Regions from separate parts of the Sus scrofa genome. Here region 1 is linked to region 2. Evidence: chromatin contacts called from public HiChIP or PLAC-seq data. All regions are on one chromosome and are shown on one strand. The core of a region is the stretch at or near the end of the contact, and the rest is flanking DNA. Distances in the headings are between cores, read along the strand shown.

What was found. HiChIP or PLAC-seq counts read pairs in DNA pulled down with a chosen protein or histone mark.
Region 1: an H3K27ac HiChIP or PLAC-seq map of skeletal muscle shows a contact between it and region 2, with 4 times the contacts expected there. The contact joins the promoter of HMGXB3 here to the promoter of PPARGC1B in region 2. A contact is called at or near these places in 1 of 5 promoter capture datasets (liver), 1 of 47 Hi-C or Micro-C datasets (heart right ventricle) and 1 of 2 datasets of contacts at active chromatin or transcription factors (skeletal muscle).

What each region holds. Positions count from the first base shown.
Region 1 is chr2:151,024,625-151,031,170 of Sscrofa11.1, forward strand. It overlaps HMGXB3 (HMG domain-containing protein 3), which reads left to right and starts at 4,152. Exons shown (of 20, transcript XM_021085011.1): 1 at 4,152-4,264. SLC26A2 (sulfate transporter) reads left to right here. Exons shown (of 4, transcript XM_021085016.1): 4 at 1-2,859.
Region 2 is chr2:150,820,887-150,827,334 of Sscrofa11.1, forward strand. It overlaps PPARGC1B (peroxisome proliferator-activated receptor gamma coactivator 1-beta), which reads left to right and starts at 2,452. Exons shown (of 11, transcript XR_002342022.1): 1 at 2,452-2,591. It overlaps MIR378-1 (microRNA 378-1), which reads left to right and starts at 4,979; the gene lies at 4,979-5,058.

The DNA.
Region 1 (6,546 bases), core at 2,902-5,401, 210 kb after region 2:
TCCGCCCGTTTTCTTGCTCAAGGATGTAGACTGGGTTCAACACGGGATGGTGTACACGCGTGATGGGTACAGAGACCTCTTGCCCGCGCTGAACTGGCGTCTAAGTGCAGCACGTTCTCAGCACTTGCGATAATGCAAAACAGTGGCCACGCTGCTGGTGTGATTGGAATGGAAGTGCACTCGTGACGGGTAAAGCTCGGAGAAGCAGTGGCGCGGGATGCGCCTGGGGCTGAGGCGGCGAAGGCTGAGGTTCCGAGGCCGTGCGAAGACCCTCTCCGAGCCACGGAGGGGGAGCAGAGAGGGACCCAGCTGAATGGGGTCCAGCCGCTGGTCGGCCCCACACCTCAGTTTGAGAGCAAGGTCCCAACTGGATTCTGATTCTAGAAGAGGGGGTGCAGGTTGACCAGAGCTGGAAGAGGCGGGGCGCACTGGTACCCAAGGCTGGTGCCGAAGCCGAAGACCCCCCACCTTCTCCAGAGCCCTAGACAGTGACTCTAGCCCCTGACGGTGGTAGGGCTGGCAGGTGTCTAGCTGGCTTTTTTTTCTTTTCTTTTCTTCCCTAAGGAGTGAAGGAAAAGGAGATTTGGCACCGTCTGTCTTGGCTCTTAAGCATTAGGAGACACCGAAGCCAGGCTTTGTTGGCAGATTTACAGCCTGAGCTTGAACCTGGCAGGGTCTGCGGTGAGGTCCTGGGGCTTTTCTCACGGGGTGGCCACGTTTGAACAGGAATGGTGATGCTCTCAGCTGGCGTGGCCGTCCTGGCGCAGCGGAGGCGAGTCTGACTCGTATCCATGCGGGGTATCAGCCGAGTAGCGTGTCTCAGAAGCACAGTGCCTGGGCGAGAGCCCCGGTCTGGGTAGGAAAGGGAGAGAAGGCCGTCGTGCATCCCGGGGGCGTCACGGGAGCCTGGACGTCGGCAGGATGAATGCAGCGGGCTCCGTGGTCCTCGTCGGCGTCCTCCGTCACTTGCTTTCCTCTCCGTCTTGCTGTGCACGAGCCGTGCCTTCAATGTGCCGACACCTGCTGGGGACCGGCGCGGCCGTCTAGGGCCTGGCCGGGTGCCGGGCCTGCAGCGCTAAAGCCAGCAGGTGGGCCGAGGGTCGCCCTGCTCGTAACGCCCGCGGGCACGTGGAGCTCCTTTCGGGAGGGGCTGAGCTGAGCCTGGGTGGAGGTCTGAGAGGGAGGCAGGCCGCTGAGGCCCAGCGGCAGGCACGGGTGCCCTGGTCCGGGTCTGCTCAGGGAGGGCTCGCAGGCGGCGGGATGAGAGCCCGAGCCGTGGGACTCGGACTTGGCTTAATTTTTCTGTTCTTTAGTGCTTCATTTTTTTTTCTTCTCCTGTTTGATCCGTTCTCATGATGCCTTATTTGAAACTGGGCTTTAAGAACTGCAAAAAGGGAGCAAACTGGATCTAGAAAGCTTTAAAGCTCTGAATGCACTTGCCTTTTTTTTTTGTATAAGAATTTTAGATAATCATGAATCATTCCTTTGAGTGCTAAGAACGAAAAGGAAAATTATAATGCAGTAGGCCAAAATAATAGGCCAGCTGATTTGGTTAGCATCGCTATTACTAAGGTAAAAGACGGAGTTCCCGTCGTGGCTCAGTGGTAACGAACCCGACTAGTATCCATGAGGACGTGGGTTCGATCCCTGGGTTAAGGATCCGGCGTTGCCGTGAGCCGTAGTGTAGGTCGGAGACCTGGCTCGGATCTGGCGTTGTTGTGGTTGTAGGCCGGCAGCTGCAGCTCTGATTCGAACGCTGGCCCGGGAACTTCCTGCAGCAAAAGTGAAATAGTGCTGAAATACTATAAGTATACAATTTTAGTGTTTTTTTTTTTTTTTTTAATGTTAGTTACTTTAGAAATGGAGAATTTAGACATAGGAGTAGGCAAATTATTTTTATAAGATCATTTTTATCCTGACAAGGACAATTTTTTAAAGTGTTTGGCACCTGAAAATAAATCGTTAGGAGAATTAGAGAAGCACATATCAAATGGTGGTTTTTTTTCGGTGTGTGTTTTAGTCTTTTCTTGGCGTGTGAGACAGGGAGGCGTGTGGATGGAGAGAGCTGGCCAAGGAAGGGCACTGATGCCTTCCTGGAGATGCCCTGCTGTACATCTGCTCTGGAATCTGTATAACTTTCTTGGACTTGAATTATGGCTCTGAAATTGGCTGAAGAATTACGATCGTATTAAAAATACCAATAGGAGAATTTCTAACGGAGGGCTTTTTACTTGGCAAACGAACAGCTGGCTTCAGCCAGAGAGGATTTTTAGCAGCAATTTTAAGAAGCTCCTTTTAGGGAGGTTCTCCGACGCCACCTCTCCGGTCCGTAAAGTAATGAGTCGCTTGGAATGAAACCCTCTTGCCTTGTCAGCTCACATCCGTTGGAAGTTCCTGGTTGAGTTCTGACACTGCCATGATTTGTCAAAAATTAGTGTGCACGAATCAGTGTGTATAAAACTTCCTTTTTGGGTCTCCTTTGCCGTTTCTCATATAAGCCCAGGCGATACCAGCGTGACAGGTGAAGGAACCTAAAATCCCAGCCTAAGGACACTGCCTTTCTTCGTAGTTATTCAAGGCTGATGACTTTGTGGAATTTGTCTTATACCACGTATGTCTTTTTTAATTAAAGAAAGTGCCTTGATGCAATTCCGCTGAAATCGCGTCTGGCCCCCTGTGGAGTGAGGGTGGGTTCCGGACGGATTTTGCAGCCTCCGTTGCAGGAGAGGGCAGTCAGTCAGAGGCAGGCCCTGTTCTTCTGATCTCTGTTGGTGATGTTTATCTCATAAGATCCTGTATGTATTGAGATTCAGAGATGTCATTTCATTTGTCTGCTAATAAATTGTTGCGTTCGTAAAATTTTGCTGTGTCTAAGTGATTTAAGGGCAAGGGAGGGGTGGATTCTAACTAAGGAACACACTCGGGTTGCCCCGGGGGTAAAAATGCCATCTCTTTCCCATCAGACCCGTGTCTGTCCTTGGAAAGTCAGGAAGCACAAAGAAGCCTCATTCTCTCCTTTTTGCCTCGGGGTCCTGAGTGAGTCAGCGCTTTGGGGACTCAACTTCTCCACCAGGGGCAAGGCGGGGAGGACAGATTCCAGTCCTTAGGCTGCGGGACTGCTGTTGCCCCCTGTGCTGAAATCACACAACCCAGGTCCGCTTTGCGGCTGTCCCCACACTGAACTCTGAGCCACATCGGCCCTACCCGTGAGGTGGGGCTGCCGCCTCACGTGGACCGAGACGTGGCCACGCAGGGGCACCCGTTGGAAGGACCGCTCTGCGCCCCCCCGCCCCCTCCCCAGATGGAAGCGGGAGCGAGTGCAGGGGCTCGGGGCGGTGGGCACGGCCACGGGGCGGGGAGCTGGACTGAACGGTGCCCTCAGGCCATCTGCCCGCAGCCTCTGGGCCCCGTGCACCTGCTCCCCAGGCTCCCCCCCTCCACCTGGAGGCTCTGCCCCTGCCTGAGCTCCCGTGCGTGGCCTTCGCCCCTCGCACGGCACGGCTGCCTTCACTGTGCCTTTCAGGTCCAGCGGCCACAGGTCAAAGTGTGGCTCTTGGAGAAATACCCACCCGTGATTTCTAAAAAGCCTGGGTCGCGGAGCCCTGTATCCCGAACACCTCGCACTGCAGGCTCTCCTCAGATGACTGCAGCCACGGTCGTGGCTTCCTCTGCCTTACCGTCTGCACGCCAGTGGCCGCCAAGCCTGGTGCCAGCCCGGTCTCTCTCGAACACCGACCAGCAGCTGTGCGACGGTACCGCGGGGCTCTGCCCGCCTTCCCGGGGCCCCTCTCACGCAGCACGCCCCGGACGCCTCCTCTTTAGCTTGTTTTGACCACGATGAGACCTGGCTACGAAAGCCAGAAACCTGGGACATTCTAGGTTTCCTGCCCTCACTGTCTGTCGTTTCTTTTCTAGATGATGCCGCAGCCTGACTGGTTTTCTGTGTCTCTGCAGGGCAGCCTCTGCACTAGTTAGCGATTCCTAAAGAAATAATGGGGCCTTTGCCTCTTGTAGGTGCTTCTCGAACGCTTCGAGGGAAAGGCCGAAACGAACGCTTTGGCCACCAAGACCGTGACAGCTCGGCTCTTGGCTTCACGTCCAGCTCCTGTCCCGCCACACGTCCTCTGCTGGACACGCCTCTGGTGACCTTCGCTGTGGCCCTTTATCGGTACCCCAGGCTCTTGTACATGTTGTTCCCTCTGCCCGGAGTTGCCTCCCAGCCCCACCAGCCGAGCTCCCGGGTCCTCCTTCCAGAAACTTCATGGTAAGTGTCCCTTGCCCGCGGCCACGTTGCCTGTGCCTCTCTCGTGGAGATGCTCCTTGGGGCTGTGTCTGCTCCCGCGAGTGCTCTGGCTGTTCTCTGAAGCGGCACTTACCGCTCCGTATTACTTTCTTCCTCTCATGTATCTCCTGTCCTAACTGGGCTGCTTGAGGGCTGGGCCATGAACCTTATCCCTAGAGCCTCTGTGGCCAGAAGTGGGTATTTTACAGGGTCCGGTATTTCAGGGATTTTTTTAGAGAGGTGATAGAGTATCTGAGCTTTAAAGAGGACATGCCTCTTCTCCCCCATACTTTGTATCACGTAACTCTGAATATACACTTTTTTTTAAAATTTGCTTTTTAGGGCCACACCCTTGGGAAACGGAAGTTCCCAGGCTAGGGGTCAAATCAGAGCTACAGCCACCAGCCTACACCCCAGCCACAGCAACACGGGATCCGAGCCACATCTGCGACCTACACCGCAGCTCACGGCAACGCCGGATCCTTAACCCACCGAGCGAGGTCAGGGCTCGAACCCGCAGCCTCACGGACGCTGGTCGGGCTTGTTTCCACTGAGCCACACCAGGAACTTCCTGAATATACTTTGTATCATGATTACTTAGGAGTGTTTTGCACAATAAACTTGCAAAACGGGGTTGTTTAAATTTTTCGCAGGAGTTCCCGCTGTGGCTGTGCTGCAGTGGGTTAAAGATCCAGCTTGTCTCTGTGGAGGCGTCAGTTCAGTCCCCAGCCAGGGTGGCGGGTTAAGGATCTCTTGCTGCAGCTGTGGTGTGGGTCACCGCTTCAGCTCAGATTTGATCCTTGGACCAGGAATTTCCATATGCCATGGGGTTGGCCAAAAAGGTAATAATTACTACTGGTAATACTAGATCCCCAGTATCTCAGTGGTTACCCAGCGCATGGGTATGTCTGGGGGGAGGGGGGGCGGCTGCTCGCTAACACTGGCGCTTGCGCAGTGAGGCGGTTATGTGCCCCGGGGCAATCACATGGCTCAGGGTTATCAAAGGGCGAGCGGATAGGTGTGCTATGGCGTGGGGCGGGTAGTTTGAGGCGCAGTGTTTTTGTTCTGTTTTGTTGCTGCGGCTGCAGCGGCTCGATGTGGGATCAGCTCCAGACCGGGGATCGAAGCCAGGCTGCAGCCGTGAAGGCACCAAGCCCTAACCCCTGGACCAGCAGGGAGCTCCCAAGGCACAGGCATTTCCAAGCCTGTAGTTGAAGCAAGTCCCGCGTCGCAGGATCCCTTGTCTCAGGTCTCTCGCCCCCTTTGCTCAGCGTCATCTTTCTCAGGCTCCACCGTAAGAAGTAAGGAGCAGGTCTCCTGAAGGTTCGGCCCTGGGCTGGACGGGCCCCCTTGTGTAGCCCACGCCTGCCCTCCGGTGGCCGGAATCTGCTACCGCACCCCACCTCGAAGATGACCACCGTCCAGTAGCGCTGCGCCTGCAAGTTGGGAGACCACCATCGTTCGATGTTATGATTGGCTGGAAGGATGAAATAATAAGAAAAGAAGCAGTGCTGGGCATGAATAGGCAGTCAATAAGTCTTAGCTTCCTTCCCTTAAATTTTGTTTTTCTGTTTAGGGCCACACCTGCAGCATATGGAAGTTCCTGAGCTGAGGGTCAAGTTGAATCGGATCAGAGCTGTGTCTGCGACCTACGCCACAGCTCATGGCAACGCCGTATCCTTAACCCACTGAGCGAGGCCAGGGATCGATCCCGCGTCCTCATGGATCCTAGTTGGGTTCTTAACCTGCTGAGCCACAGGGGGAGCTCCTTCCTTCCTTTTAAATGAAAGAGCCCTTCTTAGGAACAGAGCAAAGAAGACTCCTTGAGTTTTATCCGTGATGGGGCTGGGCGTTCTGGAACACCGAACCCCAAGATATTTTAGTGGTAAGGCAGGTCCCTGCCTCGAGGTAAAGTTCCGAACAGGACGGGCGGTCATGACACAGAGCGCCTTTCTGGCACACTCTGTCTGGAGTGGCATCCTCACGGCAGCGCAGTCGAGAAGGTCCTTGGTCCCAGAAGGTTACTTTCCAGAGTGGATTGGTCAAAAGGGACAAAACTGAACCCTCACGTAGGACAGGAGGGAAGCGGGGGGCCACCGAGGGCCTGGTGAGGACAGCAGACCACAGAGGGAGGGTTTCTACCTCTTTTAGTTTAAAAAAGTGTCAAGACCCCCATCATCCGACAGGCGCAGCGTTTCGCCGGAGGTAACCCCGCCTGCAGAAGCCCGCTTTTGGACGCGACGTCCATCGGCTTGGGCTGTAAT
Region 2 (6,448 bases), core at 1,202-3,701:
AAACAGAGACCCACGGGGCTCAGACCCTCATGTCTACAGGCAGCAGCAGCAAGGCGCGGCCTTAGGAGAGCTTAGGTCCTTGGTGCTGGTGGTGACGAGGCTGGCGGTGAGGATGAGACTCAGGACTTCTCTGCGCCAAGCAGTTGGTTTCACAGGCATTGCTTCCTGCAGTCCCCTCTCAAGACCCCTGCGTGGAGGAAACAGCCGCAGAGAGGCCCGAGGGCACGAAGCCTGCGAGCATCCGTCAGAGTTCAAGGTGGTCGGCAGCCTCGAAGCCCTGGAAGAAAGTGAAGGGACATTGGCCTTGGCCCATGTTGTATTCAGGGGACATATATTTGATCCCTGTTTTTACAGATGGGGAGCCAGGGGACCAGAAAGGCCCGCCTTTTCCTGATGGAGTCAGGTACACACCTGACGGGTACCGCCTCCTCCATCACCCAGGCATCCCTGTGGTGTGAGTGATCTGCCATCCGCATCTGTGTAGATGAGCAAACGAGGCCTGAGCCTACGTGAGGATACACCTTGCAGGTGTTCGCAGCCGGGCCGTCTGGCTGCAGCGCCCGGGCTCTTACCTCCCTGGGTTGCCCAATATTGGAATGGATGTGCTAGACTGGCCAGAACCCAGGGCTGCCGACTCCCAGGTCATTGCTCCGAGGCTATGTGGAGGTGCTCCCTTGGGATGCCTTGTTCCTTTAAGGCACCCTCGTCTGAAGCCCAAAGACTGAAATTACACCCTGCCGGTTCTGGGAACCTCAGGCTGGAGAAGAAGGAAGCTCTCGATGGGGTGTTCAAGTCTGAGCAGGTGTTCTCTCGGGACGCTCCCTGCTTCCTCCTCTGGCTGGGAGGGAGCCCAGGCAGGGCAGGCAGGGTGGGGCAGCCCTGTGTGTGCAGGAGGCAGGAGGGCCCAATAAAACAGGCCGAAATCTTCCCGCCTTCCTGCCTTTACCCAGGCGGTGCCCTCATCTCCTGCCTGGCAAACAGCGAGGCATAACAATGAGAGTTCAAGGTTGGCGTCAGGAGGTCTGAGTTCTGGTCCTGGCTCTGGCACTCACTCCTGGTACAGTGTTGACCCTGGGCCGTTTCCTTATCTATACTGTGTGTGGTGGTGGTAACAGCAGGTAGATCAAAATCCTCTGGAATTTTTAGTTAACACCTTCTTTATTAAGCACCTACTATGTGCCAGGCACTGGAGACACAGCATGCGCAAAAGCAGGTTCAGGCCTTGCTTTCATGGGTCTTCGAGTGTAGTAGGAAGTTTAGTAGTGAAGATTAAATCTTTGCTGACACTAATGTAAAATGCCACCGTTACCAATGTTTTAAAGGCCTGCAGATCTGGAGTTCCCGCTGGGGTGCAACAGAATCAGAGGTGTCTCTGTAGTGTCAGGATGCGGGATCGAACCCAGTGGGTGAAGGGGTCCAGCGTTGCCGCAGGTCACGACTGAGGCTTAGATCTGATCCCTGGCCTGGGAACTCCATATGCTGGGGTAGCCAAAGGAAAAAAAAAAAAAAAAAAGAAGGAATTATTAGAAATTAGGAAAGGAAAAAAAAAAAAAAAAAAAAAGGCCTGCAGGTGTAAGGGAGCCCGGTGGGAGTAGGGGAGAGGCAATGGCCGACAGTCTGCGGGGCAGTGGGGAAGGACGCAGGGCAGATGTGGGCTACCACTCAGGGTGTGGAGGCCGCTTGTGAGATGGTTCAACCAGGGAGGAGGCCAGTGGGCCTGGGGAAGCAGGCAGTTTGGCTGCTTCAAGGCATTGTGGGCCATGGTTAGAGAAGTCAGTGAAGTTTTGGGGGTGTTTTTGAGGGGGAAGGGGAGGACTAGGGAATGAGAGGAGCCTTGAGAGCCAGAGATGGTTACATTTAGAATATTGGTCAGCGTATCTCCCATGGAAAGAGTTTTCAAAAGCCACCACCTCCGAGGAGCCTTCCCTGATTTCTCCGCCTTGGCCCTAGGGTGTTCCTCCCTTTCTGGCCGGCAGCCCTGCTGGGCAAACTCAAGCCTCCGGGGCCGTCAGACCGGGGCTTTGCCTGTCTGCCCTGCAATCTGCAACACACCGAGGCTGCAAAGTCCTCTGCCTTCTCGGGCCTCAGTTTTCCCAGCCGAGCAGAAGCAGGTTGGCTCCGGACCCGCCCAGCGCTAACGCAACGTGATTCGCTCCGGCCGGAGCGCTGGGCCGCCCGCATTGCTGCGCAGGCGGCAGGCCGCCGGCTGGGGCACAGCCGCCCGGCTGCCGGCGCCTTCCTCCCGGGCCGGGGCCCGCGGGAGCGGATCGCGGCGCCGGCCGCGGCGCAGCGCCGCGCCGGGGCGGGGAGGGGGGGCGAGACCCCCGCGGGCGCCCTCCGCGCGCGGCCCCGCCCCCGCCGCCAGCGGCCCTGCGGCAGCCGCGGCCTGGCTCCGCCCCCTCCCGCCGGCCGCGCTCGCTCCGCCCGCCTCCCTCGGCCGCTCGCGCCCGCCCCCCCACCCCCGCGGCCGGCTCGGCGCTGACTCCGCCGCACGCTGCAGCCGCGGCTGGAAGATGGCGGGGAACGACTGCGGCGCGCTCCTGGACGAAGAGCTCTCCTCCTTCTTCCTCAACTATCTCGCCGACGCGCAGGTACGGCCGGCGGGGCCGCGGGCCCGAGGCCAGCGGGGCTGAGCCGCGGGGGCTGCTGCCGCAGCCGCAGAGGCCGGCGGCAGCGGTGGGCGCACTGGGGGGCCGGGGCTCCGGGGTGCAGAAGCCCTGTTCGGCGCACCCCGCGATGCGCTTCGTGAGGGTCACGGGGAGCTGGGGGGCCGCCGAGCAGGCGGGAGCCTTGGGGGCGCCACGGCTGCTGGGGAGGGTCTAGCCTTGGTTGCTGGGCGTCCGGCCCCCCCCCGCCCCGGCCGTGCTGGAGGAGGGGGGGGTGTTTGCACGCTTCTTTGGGAGGTGGAGCCGCGCCAAGGTGTGCGGGACCCTCAGGCTGGCTCTGGGTGCGGGAGGCGCGCCCTCAGGCTCTCGGCACTTGCCGCCGTACTTTCACGTGGACTTGTGGCCCGGGCACAGGCGCCTGCCCCGGTCCCCGGAGTCCCCTGACCCCCCTCCCCAGTCTCCGATACCCCGCGTTCTGCTGCTGCCCCCCCGAGGCTCCCCAAAGCGGCCGCAGCGCGGAGTTTCCTGCCAGTTGCCCGCTGAGGGCGTAGGGGGTCTGTGGGGCACGTGGACGTGCGGGCGGGGATAGCACCTTCCTGCTTTCGCTACTCGGCGGAGCCTCCGGGGGCCAGAGCGCGGCGGGATGGGGGCGGAGGACGGTGTGGGGGCGCCTGGGTCCCCCTGCAGCGCGCGGCCCCGGTGCGCGCTCGGCGGTGCGGGGGGGAAGGGAAGGCGAGGCGGCGTCCCGGGCTCCGGCTGCGCCTGGGAGCCCCACCGGCGACACGCGCGTGACAGGAGAGGGTGCTTTGGTGTGCCGGGAGGGGGGAGCGAGGAAGCCGGGGACGTGGAGACGCGGGCGGGGGGGTGCTGCTGCCCCCCGCGGCACCGAACATGCCTGCGCGGGGCGTGCGCGCCCCCCGCCCCTTCCCCGCTGTCCCCCACCCCTGCCTGTTGCGAGCTTAAAGTTTGGCCCCATAGTTAGGGCTTTCCGCGCGGGCGCCCCGCTGCGGGCAGCCGGGCGGCGGGGGACGCGGCGGAGCCGAGCGGGAGACCCCGGATGCGGGCGCACGCCCGAGCGCCGAGAGGGGCCGCCGGGCGCAACCGGGCGCGGCTCGCGAGGGCCGGTTTGGTACCTGGGGCCGGAGCGCCGGTGCCGGCTTGCTTTGCATAACACTGGGAGGGAGGGGGAGGCGGGGGGCGGGCGAGTGGGAGGGGAGAGCGGGAGGGAGAAACTTTGCTTCTTGTTAGAATCCGCCTGTCTTTGGGCGGCAGCAGCTGTCATGGGACCCGGTGGGCGGGGAGAGGCTTGCGCGCTGACTCCGGGCGGCGAGACGCGCTCCGAGGGGATGCCGCAGCCGAGACGTTCCGCTCTGGGCGGACGCCGGCGGGCGAGTCCCCGCTGGCTGATGGGACGGCGCGGCACGGCGGGCTGTCGCCGGGAGGAAGCCCGCCACGCGCGGGAGGAGGCCAGCCCGTGCCCGCTGCGGACGTCCATGCGTCAGGGAGCCGCGGGGCCTCGTGGTCGGTGGCGGCGCGCTCGGGTGGGTTCCGGGCAGGGGCCGAGGGCGCCGGGGGCGTGTGATCGCGCTCGGCCAGGCCGGCGGGAGAGGGCGATGCGCGGTCCGCGCGCGCGAGGCTGTGTTTGTGTGCACACGCGGCGCGCGCCGGGCGCGTACCTTTACCTCTGACGAAACTGCGGTGGAGCTCCCGCGGCGGGCACCGGGGCCGTGGCTCGCCCCGCGGCCGTGTCAGCGCCCAAGGCGGTGCCCAGCCCCGGCACCGCCCCGCCCCCGCAGCCCCCCAGCCGGCAGGCGGGGGCCGGGGCACCGTTGCCGCTGGGACCGTTCTGTCCTCGGCCCTCGGGCTGGTCTGGGTGGGTGACTCCAAACCTCTCAGCCAAGACGCCGGTGAAGGAGACTTGGAAGAGTCCGGAGCCCCATAGCAAACACTTGTCCGCTTTGGCCCCGACCCCCGGTTCGCACTCCATCCTCGGTGTTCTTTGGCTCACCAGTACTTCATCACTGGCCCTCTCAGCCGCCCGGCGGGCCTACCCAGCAGGGATCTCTCACCCAAGGAACCTGGAAAATTGGGTAATGAGGTAGCGGCAGAAGCGGTGCAGTGAAAGTTAATCTGGGACGTTGGCTTTTTTTATGTAACCACGTGACGGGCCGCGGCGCTTCGGTGATCCTTGCCGGCCCAACTTGGGAAATGTAACTGAGAGGGGAGCTTTGCCGCCGCCCCTAGAAGGCTCAGCCAGCCGGCGGAAGGGGACCTGGGCGGGCCATCGCGGGCCTGCTCATTTTACAGCTGGGGAGAGAGGCTGTGAGAGCCCCGCGGCCGGTACAGGACCACGCAGCCAGTGGGTGACAGAGCCACCCAGGGCTCCTGACTCCAGGTCCTGTGTGTTGCCTGGAAATAGCACTGGACTTGGAGTCAGAAGGCCTGCGTGGAGTCGCCTTCGCCGCTCTCTGGCTGGGTGACCCCGGAGCCAGCCCTTTGGACTCTCCCAGCCTCCCTTCCGCCATCTGTCAAATGGGGCTGGTGGCGCCCGCAGTCGGAGCCCGTGGCCGCTGGGGGTGAGCTCTGTTTGCATGCGGGATGTCCGGTTGTTGCTGCCACTTCTCCCCCCCCTCCCCAGCCCCTCCTTGACCCTCGCCCCCCATCTCCCCCTCGGGAAGGGGTGGGAAGAGTGAGGAAAAAGGTCGTTGATCAGCTTTCTCCCCAAGTCCTGTCTTTGGCGGCTAATCCGGAGTAGCCAGAGGGAGAGCTTCTGTTGAGGAGACTTAACTTTCACCTCCTCAGGTCAGAGTTCCGAAATTCAGCAGGCCGAGGATTGCGAAAGCTTCTTGGAAGGGTTCGGGGCGTGTGTCCCAAAGGCCTCCGGGTGGGCCTCCCTCCGCTCGCCTTCGCCCCTGGCCTGCATCGCCCTCTCCTGCAGCCGGCAGGCCTCCCGACCCGGCTCACTCTGCTCCCTCCCCTCGGGTTTCCTTAGGCCGCGTTGCACAACCGAGCCCTTGGTGCGTGAGCCCCGTGTCCCAGGCAGATTCTGGAACCGGAGGAGTCGTGCCTGTCATCTCTTTGTGCCCTCGTGGCACCTGTTACCGTGCTGAGTGCCTTCGCTCGGCTTTCGGCTGGGCACAAGACCTGCAGGCGAGGGCAGCTCTTAGGCCGGCCAGGGGGGGACAGGGGACAGCTGGGCGGCGAGCTTGGGGAGAGAGGAATGCAGAGGGCTGCAGCTGTGGGCAGCGGCCGAGGCTCCGGAGGCCACACTAAATATGGGTTGTTTGAAGTCGCTTGGTTGCTTGGGACGACAATCATAGATGCCCAAAATGTCGAGTTGGCAGGAACCTGATGAATCATCGGGCCCAACCCCTTATCATTGAAAATATTTAATTACAGAATTGTTAGAAAACACTGGCCAGCGTCAAGGACAGAATGGAAAACACGTGAGCTTACCCGACGGAACCGCTGCTGCTTTTCATGTACACTTTCTTCGCCTATTGAGTCCTTTCGATTGTGTCTTTTGTACAAAGATGGAGCCGTCCTTTATCTGCTAATTGTAACGTGGAATCACACTGTTTTTTAAACTTGCCTTTTTTCCCTTCAAAGGATTATGCTGTGGCTATCTTTCTGTATCAATAATTCTTCTACTTAGTATCTTAACAGTTACATAGTATCATGGATTGAACCAAAATGCATTTAATTCATCCTTTATTGGTAGTCATTTAAGTAGTTTCTCTCTCTTTTTTTGCTGTTATGAGCCACGCGGAAATGACTGTCTTTGTATATATCTAAATTCCTAGAAATGAGATTACTCTGTCAAGGAGCTACACATGCATTTG